Linked DNA regions of Capra hircus: region 1 is linked to region 2. A link is a contact called in public Hi-C data. All regions are on one chromosome and are shown on one strand. Each heading gives the region's core, a stretch centred on a gene start, on an enhancer-like site or on the middle of the called end of the contact. The rest is flanking DNA. Distances are from core to core; before and after follow the strand shown. Region 1 has its middle 69 kb from the start of SMYD2. Region 2 overlaps SMYD2 (N-lysine methyltransferase SMYD2).

What was found. A called contact is a pair of places that touch in the nucleus more often than the background predicts.
Region 1: a contact with region 2 is called in a Hi-C map of liver, with 4 times the contacts expected there. The contact joins two enhancer-like sites. A contact is called at or near these places in 3 of 5 Hi-C or Micro-C datasets (blood and liver).

What each region holds. Positions count from the first base shown.
Region 1 is chr16:67,994,381-68,000,916 of ARS1.2, reverse strand. No RefSeq gene overlaps it. Among named protein-coding and RNA genes, the nearest start is that of SMYD2, 69 kb to the right of the region's middle. Within about 2 kb of position 1,781, at least 1 of the 5 cell types and tissues checked has an H3K27ac peak or open chromatin away from gene starts, as enhancers often do.
Region 2 is chr16:67,879,444-67,885,810 of ARS1.2, reverse strand. It overlaps SMYD2 (N-lysine methyltransferase SMYD2), which reads left to right. Exons shown (of 12, transcript XM_018060735.1): 7 at 162-264; 8 at 3,632-3,742; 9 at 4,431-4,551; 10 at 5,599-5,773. Among named protein-coding and RNA genes, the nearest start is that of SMYD2, 46 kb to the left of the region's middle. Within about 2 kb of position 2,575, at least 1 of the 5 cell types and tissues checked has an H3K27ac peak or open chromatin away from gene starts, as enhancers often do.

The DNA of each region.
Region 1 (6,536 bases), core at 532-3,031, 120 kb before region 2:
ATGATAGGCAAACACCTAATAAGAGGTGTTTACCTCTTGAAATAGTAATAGAGAGAATTCAGAATCTATAAAGGAAAGTATATTACTAAACTTGATTATATAAAATTTTTATCTTCTCAACTGTAGAAAGTGTTTTAAAATTCAAAATAAAAAGACTGCAAAACACATGACAAAGGACAAATATTCTTAAATACATTTAGGCTAAGAACTTGTAAATTAATCAAACGTGTATCAATAACCCTTCTTAAATCAGCAATATGGGCAAAGGCATGCAGTTCATTGGATTTTTTTGGTTTTCAAAGAGAAAATAGCCAATAAAACATCAGTTCAGTTCAGTCGCTCAGTCATGTCTAACTCTGTGACCCCATAGACTGCAGCACACCAGGCTTCCCTATCCATCACCAACTCCCGTAGCTTGCTCAAACTCATGTCCATCACGTTGGTGATGCCATCCAACCATCTCATCCTCTGTCGTCCCCTTCTCCTGCCCTCAATCTTTCCCAGCATCAGGGTCTTTTCAAATGAGTCAGTTCTCTGCATCAGGTGGCCAAAGTACTGGAGTTTCAGCTTCAGCATTAGTCCTTCCAATGAATATTCAGGACTGGTTTCCTTTAAGATGGGCTGGTTGGATCTCCTTGCTGTCCAAGGGACTCTCAAGAGTCTTCTTCAACACCACACTTCAAGAGCATCAATTCTTTGGCACTCAGCTTTCTGGAAAAACCATAGCCTTGACTAGATGGACCTTTGTTGGCAAAGTAATGTCTCTGCTTTTTAATATGCTGTCTAGGTTGGTCATAGCTTTTCTTCCAAGGAGCCAGCATCTTTTAATTTCACGGCTGCAGTCACAATCTGCAGTGATTTTGGAGCCCCAAAAAATAAAGTCTGTCACTATTTCCATTGTTTCCCCATCTATTTGCCATGAAGTGATGGGACCAGATGCCATGATCTTCGTTTTCTGAATGTTGAGTTTTAAGCCAACTTTTTCACTCTCCACTTTCATTTTCATCAAGAGGCTCTTTGGTTCCTCTTTGCCTTCTGCCATAAGGATGGTGTCATCTGCATATCTGAGGTTATTGATATTTCTCCTGGCAATTCTGATTCCAGCTTGTGCTTCATCCAGCCCAGCATTTTGCATGATGTACTCTGCATATAAGTTAAATTGGCTCAATTTTATTTATAATTAAATGCATTTTTAATGCGTTAGGCTTTATTTCTCTATATTCAGTTTATTTTGTTGTTTCTGGCCATGCTGGGTCTTCACTCCTGTGTGCAGGCTTTCTCTTGTTGTGCTGAGAGCGGCTTACCCTCTGGCTGGGCTGTGTGGGCTTCTCATCGCGGTGGCCTCTCTGGTTGCAGAGCACAGAGCTCTATGCATGTGGGTTCAGTAGTTGTTGTGGTGCGTGAGCCTAGTTGCCCATGGGGTTGCATGGGGGTCTTCCTGGTCTGGGTATCAAACCCATATCCCCTGCATTCACTGGCAGATTCCCAACCACTGAACCATCAGAGAAGTCCAAAAGCACATTTAAATAGCTTACTTTTGAGTGTAGCTCTCTCCCAGGATACTAACAAGTGGAAACTGGCCAAAGTTTTAAAGGAGCAATTTGGCAACATTTAAAAACATGCCCGCGTGGCCTTGACTCAGACATCCCAGTTTTCTCTGCTTCCCTCACTCCCTGGGTGCACTCACCCACTCCCGTGTCTTCAAACGTGTCCTGTTGGCCACTGGTGCCCAAACCAGGTAGCCAGCCCTGAGCGCCCCTCTGCCCGCGGCTCCTATCTGAACCTGCCCCCAGCTGTGTGACAAACATGGCAAAGCTCAGCCCCCACAGGGACCCTTCCTCACTGCCCCGCCTCCTCAGACGGGAGCTTGCTGCCTCTCCCCTCCCACCCCCTCTCAGTAAATGGCCCCACCATTTAGCATTTTAGCAAAGTCTCAAACCCGGCGTCATCCTTGATACTCCTTTCTCTTTGACCATGCCAGAAACATTTCTGTCTCGGGCTTTTGCACTTGCTGTTCTAGAATGTTCTCTCCCTCGCTGTGTGATGGGAACTCCGATGTTCAGCCCAATGTTCAGGTCTTTCATTCAGAGAAGTCTTCCCTGACCTCCCTTTCTGAAACAGAAACCCTATTGCTCTCCACTCCCTCGCCCTGCTTTGTCATTCTCAGCCCACATCTTGACATACCAACATATCTGCCTATTTATTATCTTTCTATCCACTGCCAGATAAGCACCATTAAAACAGAGCCCTCCTCTGTCTTCAGCACAGTGTTCCTAATACTTAGAACATTTCCTGGCACATAGCAAGCTCTTAAAAATAGGTACAGAATAAGTGGGTCTAGGACCCTAACCTGTAGATGCTCATTGCAGACTATATATATATGTATAAAATATAATTACTTACTATATATACACTATAGTAAGTAATTATATTTAATATACGTTCAATTAAATGTGCCTTAATAGGGACTTGTTGCTGTTGTTTAGTCGCTCAGTCATGTCCAACTCTTTTGTGACTCTGTAGACTGTAGCCCGCCAGGCTCTTCTATCCATGGGATTTCCCAGGCAAGAATACTGGAGTGGGTTGCCATTTCCTTCTCCAGAGGATCTTCTCAACTCAGAGAACAAACCCTGTCTCCTGTATTGCAGGCAGATTCTTTACTGCTGGGCCCCCAGGGAAGACCCTTAATAGGGACTAGTTAACAATTACATGAACTATGATAATCTTTTTAAAAACTTCAATTTCTGCATATAGAATATAGAGGGGATAGAAATACCTACCTCATGTGGTTTTTATGAGAATAAAATAAAATAATGCTCAGTAATTGGTACCTAGACACACTCAAGAAATGAAGTCACTACTTAGCAGTCATTTTTTAAAAATGAGTGAAATCATCAATATCTTTAGACCATGAAATTATTGCAGCTTGTTTTATGTCCCTGGATATCTTCCAGTGTCTCCTAGTTTATAGTCTATGGAAAATTGAATAAAATCTTTATCGTACTGTTGTGTGAAAATTATAGAAACCAATTATATTGGAACAACATGTCATTAAATGAAATAAAGGCTGAAGTTACAAAGCAGTGTGAATATTAATATAGCACTAGAATAAGGAAAATATCTGGGAACTGGGCTTCCCAGGTGGCGCTAGTAGAAAAGAACTCACCTGCCAATGCAGGTAAGAGGTGTGGTTCAATCCTTGGGTTGGGAAGAGTCCCTGGAAGAGGAAATAGCAACCCACTCCAGTATTCTTGCCTGGAGAATCCCATGGACAGAGGAGCCTGACAGGCTATAGTCCAAAGGGATCACAAAAGTCAGACACGACTGAAGCTACTTAGCACACAGACAACCTCCAAACTAGTGATGACTGGTCCGCTACCTAAGGCAAATAGAGTTCTCAGAGAAAGACACAGGGAAGAGAGCAGGAACCAGGCATATTGTTATTTTATTTAAATATATTTCTGTACCATTTTTGAAAGTTTTTTAAAACATATTTACTTCTTTTACAATGCTTTTTTTTTTTTAAGCTTTGAAAACAGATGGTACATGGAAACCAGAGAATCCAGAGCTCAGACTATCAGAGAAGCACTCTGTTGTTAGGCTGCAAGAGGGAACTGCATTAACCTTCCAGAAAGCTGAAGGTGAGTTAGTAAAGGGATTTTGACCCTAAGCTGCCCTGAGGTCTCACTGATGATATCTGACACTATACTAAAAGTTTGAGAAAAGTGTAGTTATTAGATTTGACTTTTAAGGAAGCTCACAGGATGGCTATGAGGCTTAAGTGAACTAACAAATTTGAAACACAGAGCCTTGTACACAACAAGTGTCCATTAAATACCAGCTGCGTCAGAATCTGATGCAGAGAGGAACATGTGTGAGGATAAAGAGAGATATTAAACTGCATTTACTGTTTGCTTGCTTCACTGATTATTGAGCAGCTACTATGGACAAGGCTTTGGGGCAGGTATGGCACCGAGCGGACAGACTGCTGCTTTGCCCTCTGGAGAATGTCTTCCCTTAGTCCTTGAACCACTGCAGGGCCCCCGGGGTTAGCCAAGACTTGGGGAAGCTTGGCTATTTATGTATCATGCTGGATTTTTGTCTACAATTAAGTTTAAAGAGTGACAGAAACTCAATGTCTACATTTAAGTTTAGAAACTTAATCTGTATCACAAGTGCTTTCCTGAGCAATGAAATGGCATGAAAGTTGTCCCTAAACAGCAGTATTCCAGAAGGGTAATTCGGATGAAATAACATCCTTCACAGATGTCAACAGGTTCTCTGCACCATTCACGTGGCAGATCTGGCAACCACAAAGGTTCTAAGGAGAAAAGTCCACACTTTCAGTGCAAAGTAACTTCCCTGGTAGCTCAGCTGGTAAAGAATCCGCCTGCAATGCGGGAGACACTGGTTCGGTTCCTAGGTTGGGAAGATCCCCTGGAGAAGGGATAGGCTACCCACTCCATTATTCTTGGGTTTCCCTGATGGCTCACACAGTAAAGAATCCACCCACAAAGTGGGAGACCTGGGTTTGATCCCTGGGTTGGGAATCCCCTGGAGGAGGGCATGGCAACCCACACTAGTATTCTTGCCTGGAGAATCCCCATGGACAGAGGAGCCTGGCGGGCTACAGTCCCTGGGGTCACAAAGAGTCAGACACAATTGAGCGACTAAGCGCAGCACAACCCGTTCCCTAAGAAGGGGGTTTTCTACAAGTAAGGTTAAAACTCACTGTTGTTATGCTCATGTACGAGAGTCAAGGTTCCCATGGACACTTCTGGAACATTATTTACTTGAAAAGGGCCATACATCCCAAGCACCAGTAGCCCAGGGAGGAAGCATCAGCGCCGGGAGGCAGATTGGGATACAATTTCAACAAAACTGCCCCGAGCACCCTCCCAGGTCCAACCTGGAAGACTGTCTTTGAAAGAGCTCGGTCCATACAGAAATCATACACATTTGCGGCTATCTGCTTACATGGATTTGTTGTGCTGACCCTCCATCCATTCATTTCACAAGAATTTCCTTAGAATCACTATGATTGCCCTTTTTGACTTCTCTTATGGGGAACAGTTCAGTACCACGCTCAGAGTGGATGCCATCTGTAGATGTTGGGAACAGAGCAAGTGGGCACGAAAAAAAAATTACATAAGTCCTTTGAACCACAGAAAACGTCCTAGAGCTTTGTTCTGTTTTTTCTCCATACTACCTTCTGCTCAAGCAAGGCATTGAACAGAGGATGCAGAAATAGCAAGGCTGGCCCTGTTATTAATATTTGTGGAAGGGGAATGAGCAAGACTAAACTGAAGGCCACTGAGGCCCACAGTTCTGGGATGGTTTCTGTGGAAGGAAACAGTCAGGAAGAAGTTCTGCTTCTTGTTGCCCACTTCTGATGACCCTTCAGGACTAACCTAATCCCATTAGCTGCTGCTCCTTATGAAGTATCCTTTCTGTCTGCCTAAATGGAGGAGACCCAGGTTCCATCCCTGGGTCAGGAAGATCCCCTGGGGAAGGGTCAGCTGCCCACTCCAGTATTCTCACCTGGAGAAGTCCATGGACAGAGGAGCCTGGAGGGCTACAGTCCATGGAGTCACAAAGAGCTGGACATGACTGAGCGACTAACGCTTTCACTTTTCTACCTTTGGTTTAAACTAAACCAGATATCACCAAAAGTTGGTTTTGTTTTAAACCTTCTCCCTCCATTTTAGGATCTGAATTCAAATTATGAGCTTAGTCCATATCACCTCCTATAGGAAGTTACCCCCAAAGACACTAGGTAAAATACAACAAAAAGAAAATAAACGATCCAATCATAAGATAAACACGCATTTGGTGTATGCTTTCCCCGAAGAAGACATAGAGATGGCACAGGAAAAAAATACTCCACATGTCATCAGGGAAACGTAAATTAAAACAACAATTTCACATATCTATTAGAATGGCTAAAATCCAAAACACTGACACCACCAACTGCTGGCAAAGATGTGGAGTGTCAGGAACTCTCATTCACTGCTGGCAGGAACACAAAGTGGCACCGCCTCTTTGGAGCTCAGTTTGACAAGCTTTACACAAAGCTCAACATGCTCCTACCATATGATCAAGCAATTGCTCTCTTTGGTATTTACCCAAAAGAGCTGAAAACTTACATCCACAGGAAAAAGAAAGAAACTTGCACGTGGATGTTTATAGCAGCTGCATTTATAACTGCAGTAAGAGAAGAGATACACTGTGGTATACCTAAACAATGGGATATTATTTAGCACTAAAAAGAAATGAGCTTTCATCCCATGAAAAGACCTGGGGAAGGCGTAAAAGTATATCACTAAGTGAAAGAAGTCAGTTTAAAAAAGCTACATATCCCACGTGCTGTGCCAAGTCACTTCAGTTGTGTCTGACTCTTTGTAACCCTGTGGACTGTATCCCACGAGGCTCCTCTGTCCATGGGATCCTCCGGGCAAGGATATTGGAGTCGGTTGCCATGCCCTCCTCCAGGGGATCTTCTGACGCAGGGATCGAACCTGTGTCTCTTACATCTC
Region 2 (6,367 bases), core at 1,326-3,825:
AAATGCATGCAGAACAGCCCCTTAGACCAGCTCTTAGTTTTTTTTTTTTTAATGTCCTGCAAAGACACAGTTTCCATAACTTAGCAAGTAAGTGGCCATGGAGTTACCTAAGCAGTCCATCTGCCTCCTGAGAATGTTGGGTTTTCTCTTCTGATTGACAGTGTTGCACTGATGAATCATAGTTGTTGCCCCAATGTCATTGTGACCTACAAGGGGACCCTGGCCGAAGTCAGAGCTGTGCAGGAAATCCACCCGGGAGAGGAGGTGAGTGTGTGGCTCAGGGTGGCTGTGGCGGTGGGTACCATCCTCGGGTCCTCCGGGTTCAGGATCAGACCTGTGGCGTGGAGTCCATACTTTTCGCTCCCGCTGGGTGCTCACCGTGTCTACCTGTGAAAGTGTTAGTCGCTCAGTTGTGTCTGACTCTTTGTGATTCCATGGACTGTAGCCCACCAGCCTCCTCTGTCCATGGCATTCTCTGCCAAGAATACTGGAGTCGGTTGCCATGCCCTTCTCCAAGAGATCTTCCCCACCCAGGGACTGAACCTAGATGTCTCTTACATCTCCTGCATTGGCAGGTGGGTTCTTTACCACTAGCGCCACCTGGGAAGCTGTGGCCAAAGGGGTGGGGGGGGGTGGACAAGGAAGATTAAATTCGAATAAAGTTCCTCACAAAGATCTACAGAGATTTATAGAGAAACGAGACTGCCAAAATAACCATGATGAAATCTTAGAGGCTCTGAGTTCCCATTTCCAAATAATGGAGTTTACTTTTGATTCATGAATTTCGGCCTGTTTTTCTTCCCCCCAAAGAGCAAAGCAACCCAGCAGTAGCTAATGAGTTACAGCCCCAGATGACACATGGTGTGTTCACATCACATCCCCTGCACCTCTGCCCTTGAGACAGTTCCCTTCCTGGGGATGGAATTCAGATGGGGTGGGGAGAGGCAGTCTGCGGTCAGGGCCACCACGAGCTGCCCTTCCCAGCCTCGGGGTAGGGGGCGAGCCTGCTCAGCGATTCCCTTCTGTCCTGTGCCGTGTGGTTCCACAACCACCGCGTCAGGTGTCTCCCCTTGAAAATGCTGACCAGCCCTTACCAGATGTATGCTGCTGCTACTAAGTTGCTTCAGTCGTGTCCAACTCTGTGCGACCCCATAAATGGCAGCCCACCAGGCTCCCCCATCCCTGGGATTCTCCAGGCAAGAACACCGGAGTGGGTTGCCATTTCCTTCACCAGTGCACGAAAGTGAAAAGTGAAAGTGAAGTCGCTCAGTTGTGTCCGACTCTTAGCGACCCCATGGACTGCAGCCCACCAGGCTCCTCTGTCCATGGGATTTTCCAAGCAAGAGTACTGGAGTGGGGTGCCATTGCCTTCTCCGACCAGATGTATACAATACGTTCTTAAATCCTGATGTCCATAACAAGACACTTGAATTTTTAGGCAATGTAATCACTTTAAATACATTTCACTTAAAATAATTTGGGTTGGGAAGATCCCCTGGAGAAGGCAATGGCTACCCACTCCAGTATTCTTGTCTGGAGAATTCCATGGACCAAGGAGCCTGACTGCTACAGTCCATTGGGCCACAAAGAGATGGACGTGACTGAGTGACTAACACTACCGCTGTTTTTTTAAGTTACATGTCTGGATATTTAGAATCTTTTCAATATGATTAGTGTGGCAAAATGATCAAAGCCTCCATTTCTCTGGGTGGTGTTCAATAAGCCACAGCTGAACTGGGACCGCAGGTCCCATGTACAGATCAGACTTGCCGTCCTATAGGAAATGCGTCCTGCAGGGGGCACCCTGTTGAGGACCCGGGTGTCTCAGTTTATGAATGTCTTGTGGAGGCTGCCCCAGCACCTCTTGTTAAAACAGCCGACGCCTATCAGCCAGAACCTAAGTCCCCAAGCCCCTGCTCCTGGACTGCCTGGAGCACGTTGTCACCTGCCCTGGCTGTGTCTGGACCATGAGCTGTGATGCTGAGCGGCCTCTGTCGCCCTCTTCTGGGCCCTTCTGTCTGTTGCACCCCGTGCCCATCAGTCATTTCGAAGCGCTGAGGTGGGCTCTGGCCACCGGGCAGAACAGGCCTCCTTCCTGTGATTTTGCATGGCACCCCACTCCAGTACTCTTGCCTGGAAAATCCCATGGATGGAGAAGCCTGGAAGGCTGCAGTCCATGGGGTTGCTGAGGGTCGGACAATACTGAGTGACTTCTCTTTCACTTTTCACTTTCATGCATTGGAGAAGGAAATGGCAACCCACTCCAGTGTTCTTGCCTGGAGAATCCTGGGGACGGGGGAGCCTGGTGGACTGCCATCTATGAGGTCGCACAGAGTCGGACACGACTGAAGTGACTTAGCAGCAGCAGCAGCAGCAGCAGCAGCTGTCACCCATCAGAAAGTCACCCTCCGCATTTGTGGGGGGAGTTGCTGCTTTGGGGGTGACCTGCCCTTCAAAGGGGAGGAAGCCATTTGCTGGGGTGTCCGATGAGCCAGGGGTCTCCGTTTCTGCCCTCCGGGCTGGGGAGAGCTCGGGGCACCTGTGAGCACCCAGCTCGTGTGGGTCCCCGCCCCGGCCTGCCTGCCAGCACCCGAGGTGACTGGCACAGTGACGGCTGTGGGACACCCATCTGTTCCATCAGACGTTTGCCTGATGGTGTGGGACGAGCCGCCAGTGCTGTCCCCATGAGTAGATAATGGGCAGTTAAATGCCAGCCTCCTCCATATGCTCCAGGTCTCAGCTATAGAGACTGTTAGGAAAAAGCAAGGACAGGCGGCCTTGATGAGCCCAAAGGTACGACTTTTCCAGGTTTTCCGGCCTGGCTGGGTAAGGCAGCAGCGGGCTGGTGGCCTAGGAGCTGTGTCCTCCTGCACTGACCTGTCCCAGCCTGCTGATCTGACTTCCTGCTCCATCGCCAGCTGGTGGCAGGATAAAGGGAAGTGTGTGTGTGTGTGTGTCCACATATGCGCGTTCATGCTTCCCCACCACCCACCCAGCAGTGCATGTGAGCCATCCCAGGTCGTGAGATAAAAGACGCCTAACAAAGGCCAAGCGGAGACAGCAGAGGCCCCATCCCAAGGCCAAGCAGACTCTTTGCTGATGGTGCCCTTTGCTTCCCTTCCACAAGGGCGTCCACTGCTGGGCCAAAGCCCAGCTCACTCTCTGCGGAGGAGGGAGGCAGGGCTGCTCTGAATCCTCCAACTTACCACTTTAGGGACCCTTTGATTCTGTAAGAGGAGGTGGACAACACTAGCAGCACCAGTTGAAGGAATTCAGTGTGTTAGGGTGAAGATTGTATGCTGAGCTGTGGCCCTCCTCACAGCCACCATCAGGAGTGTCTGCAGAGCCAAACAAGGAGGACACAGCGTGAGCTGGCCTGTGGCAAACCAACTTTTCAGATTCCCTTAGGTTTTTATCGGGCTTCTCTGGTGTCTCAGACGGTAAAGAATCTGCCTGCAGTGCAGGAGACCGGGATTCGATCCCTGGGTCCTGGAGAAGGAAATGGCAACCCACTCCAGTGTTCTTGCCTGGAGAATTCCATGGACAGGGAAGCCTGGTAGGTGGCAGTTCTTGGGGTCACAAAGAGTCCAGACATGACTGAGCAACTAATGCTTTCATTTTTTCACTTTAGGTTTTTACCAGCTACATTGACCTCCTGTACCCAACGGAAGATAGGAATGACCGGTTAAGAGATTCTTATTTCTTCACCTGTGAATGCCGGGAGTGCACCACCAAAGACAAGGTCAGCACCTTCTCCCAGCACAGATGCTGACTTGGCTCTCTCTCAGGACCTTTCTGCCAAGCGAGCACCCCTGCCTGAGTTGGGCGTCTCCTCGTGTTTTTGAGCCTTTAAACCTGCTTTACTAGCACAGCCCAGGGGATCCAGTCAGACCAGGTCTCTGTTCCAACTTGATTCTCCGAGCTGATGAAAACATTTCCATCACATTGTACAAATAAGAGAAGGATTCGCCAAATTGCTATTTCTTTAAAAGAAATGGATGCTCCAAAGAGAGGGGAGGGAGAAAGATGAGCAGCGAGGTCCACCCACAAGGAGGTGGACAGCACTCTCCAGCTTTCCCATTCTTCACCAGACTCCACAGAATTTTCTCGGACGTCACCCAGGTTACCTTGTCGGTGCCTCCCTCCTTACTTTATTCCCTTGACTTCATAGATGTGTGAAGACATATTTGCCCACAGCAAACATCGAGGCAGGTGTCCTGCCTCGATAAGGGGCACCTCAAAAATGAGTAGTATTGTCTTTCTGTGAGTAGGAAATGAGTATCGAACTTGCCCGCTGCCTGATTCCCTTTCATTCTTTCGTAACCTTAGAAGGGGCAAGCCTGTCCCTCTGGGTGGGGAAATGTTCTATTTGAGAGATTCACCCATCAGTATGGTTTCCGTGGGAAGTAACCTATGGCCATCTCCCTCAGGATAAGGCCAAGGTGGAAATTCGAAAGCTGAACGACCCCCCGAAGGCAGAAACCATCCGCGACATGGTCAGATATGCGCGCAATGTCATTGAGGAGTTCCGGCGAGCCAAGCACTACAAATATATCCTTTGCAACCTTCCCGGTCTTACAGGGGGCGTTGGCGAGCTGGGCACCGGAAGCAGGAGAAGGGTGGGTTTCTGAGTATCGAAGGCAAGACGTTTCCTATCAAAGGATGGCCAGGGTGAAGACTTCCTGGCCATCCACGACCTGTAGTCAGCTGCGTCAGTGTTTCCCAATGTTGCCCTTATTTTTCTGTGTTGGACTAGTTTGCTCAGGAGCTCATCCTGGTGGACGGCTTTTATTTTCTAAAAGTGGAGAACAGTTCCTTGAAGACCCTTACTGATCGAGTATCTTCCTTTGGGCAAGGCACCTTACTGAGGGTTTTGCTGTGTAACAGGTGGAAACAGGCTTATAGGTAGCAGGTCATTTGCCCAGGGCACGCTGTTCAGCAGGGCAAGGTTTTGCCCCAGGTTTGCCAGCACAATCCATATTTTTAACCACCATATTATAGCGTTTTCTTGGGTAGATTTGTACTGAAGAAAGGAAACCAGTGAAAGGGAATTAAAGAAAGGCTTTTTTTTTTTTTTCCTGAGCGTAAGAAAGAGCTTTCCTGTGTTGGAGAACGCTTCCTTAAGAGCTTTAGCGAAAGTTCCCAGCTTGGGTGAGGATTTAGATTTAACCAGAAGATTGAAGATTTTTTTTATTCTAATCAACATTGTTCACAGCTGAAGGAAGGCTGTGTTCCCTGTGGCTAAAATTCTTTAGTTGTGTTTAACAGCTGAGGTCTTCCGTTTTTCCTAGATTTTTTTTCCTTCCAGAAAAATATGAGTCCTTTCACTTGCTTGCCTTTCTGTAATTTACTTTTTCAGACGGTGTAGCTGGGGATGGAGTGGGCAAAACAGTAACTCCTTGCCCCATTTCCGCTGCTCCCCGCCCCCTGCCCCCTCCCCCCTCCCCTCTCCCTCTCTCCCCCCCCTCCCTCTCTCCCCCCTCCCCCCCTCCCTCTCTCCCCCTTCGCCCCCTCCCCCCTCGCCCCCTCCCCGCCCCCCGCCCTTGGGAAGCGTCCTCGTGAACTGCCAGGCCGGTTGGTTCCTTGACTCCACAGCACCCCCTAGTGAGCTGCTGGAGATCTGCGAGCTCAGCCAGGAGAAGATGAGCTGCGTGTTCGAGGACACTAACGTGTACATGCTGCACATGATGTACCAGGCCATGGGTGTCTGCTTGTACATGCAGGACTGGGAGGGAGCCCTGCGGTACGGGCAGAAAATCATCCAGCCCTACAGGTGACTGCACGGGCTCTTCCCATCAGCGTAGCTCGGAGTAGAGTTGGGTGGTTTGGAATGCGCCCGTTGGCCATCCCATGTCTTCACACTGCCATGTTGGAGCGGGCCGGGAGCAGCTTTCTCTCCTCTCCATGACATCTGCAGGTGCAGGCTCAGGGTGCCTCCCCTGGGCCCAGCCTGTGCCCTCCACCACCCGGAAGAGACACCCAGGGAGGCAGGTTGAGGTGACTACCAGGTGAGGGGAGGGCTGGGGCAGGATCCCTCCTAGGACCCGTCCAGGATGCTCTGTTCACTGGAGTTAATTCAGACCAGTGTGGAAAAGCCACTGGCTGGTTTCTCCTCCTTGCTGTGCCTTTTAAGTTAAATGGCTCTGAGTAATTGGTTAGCGGTGGCCTCAGAAACACTCTTTTGTTTTCCAGCTCCTTCTTTTGCTTTTTTAAAAGTGCAGCCTCAGTTTGCACCAGCTTCTCTGGCGGCTCAGGTGGTAAAGAATCCACCTGCAGTGCAGGAGAATTGGGTTCGACCTGTAGGTTGGGAAGATCCCCTGGAGGAGGGCATGGCAACCCACTCCAGTATTGTTGCCTAGAGAATCTC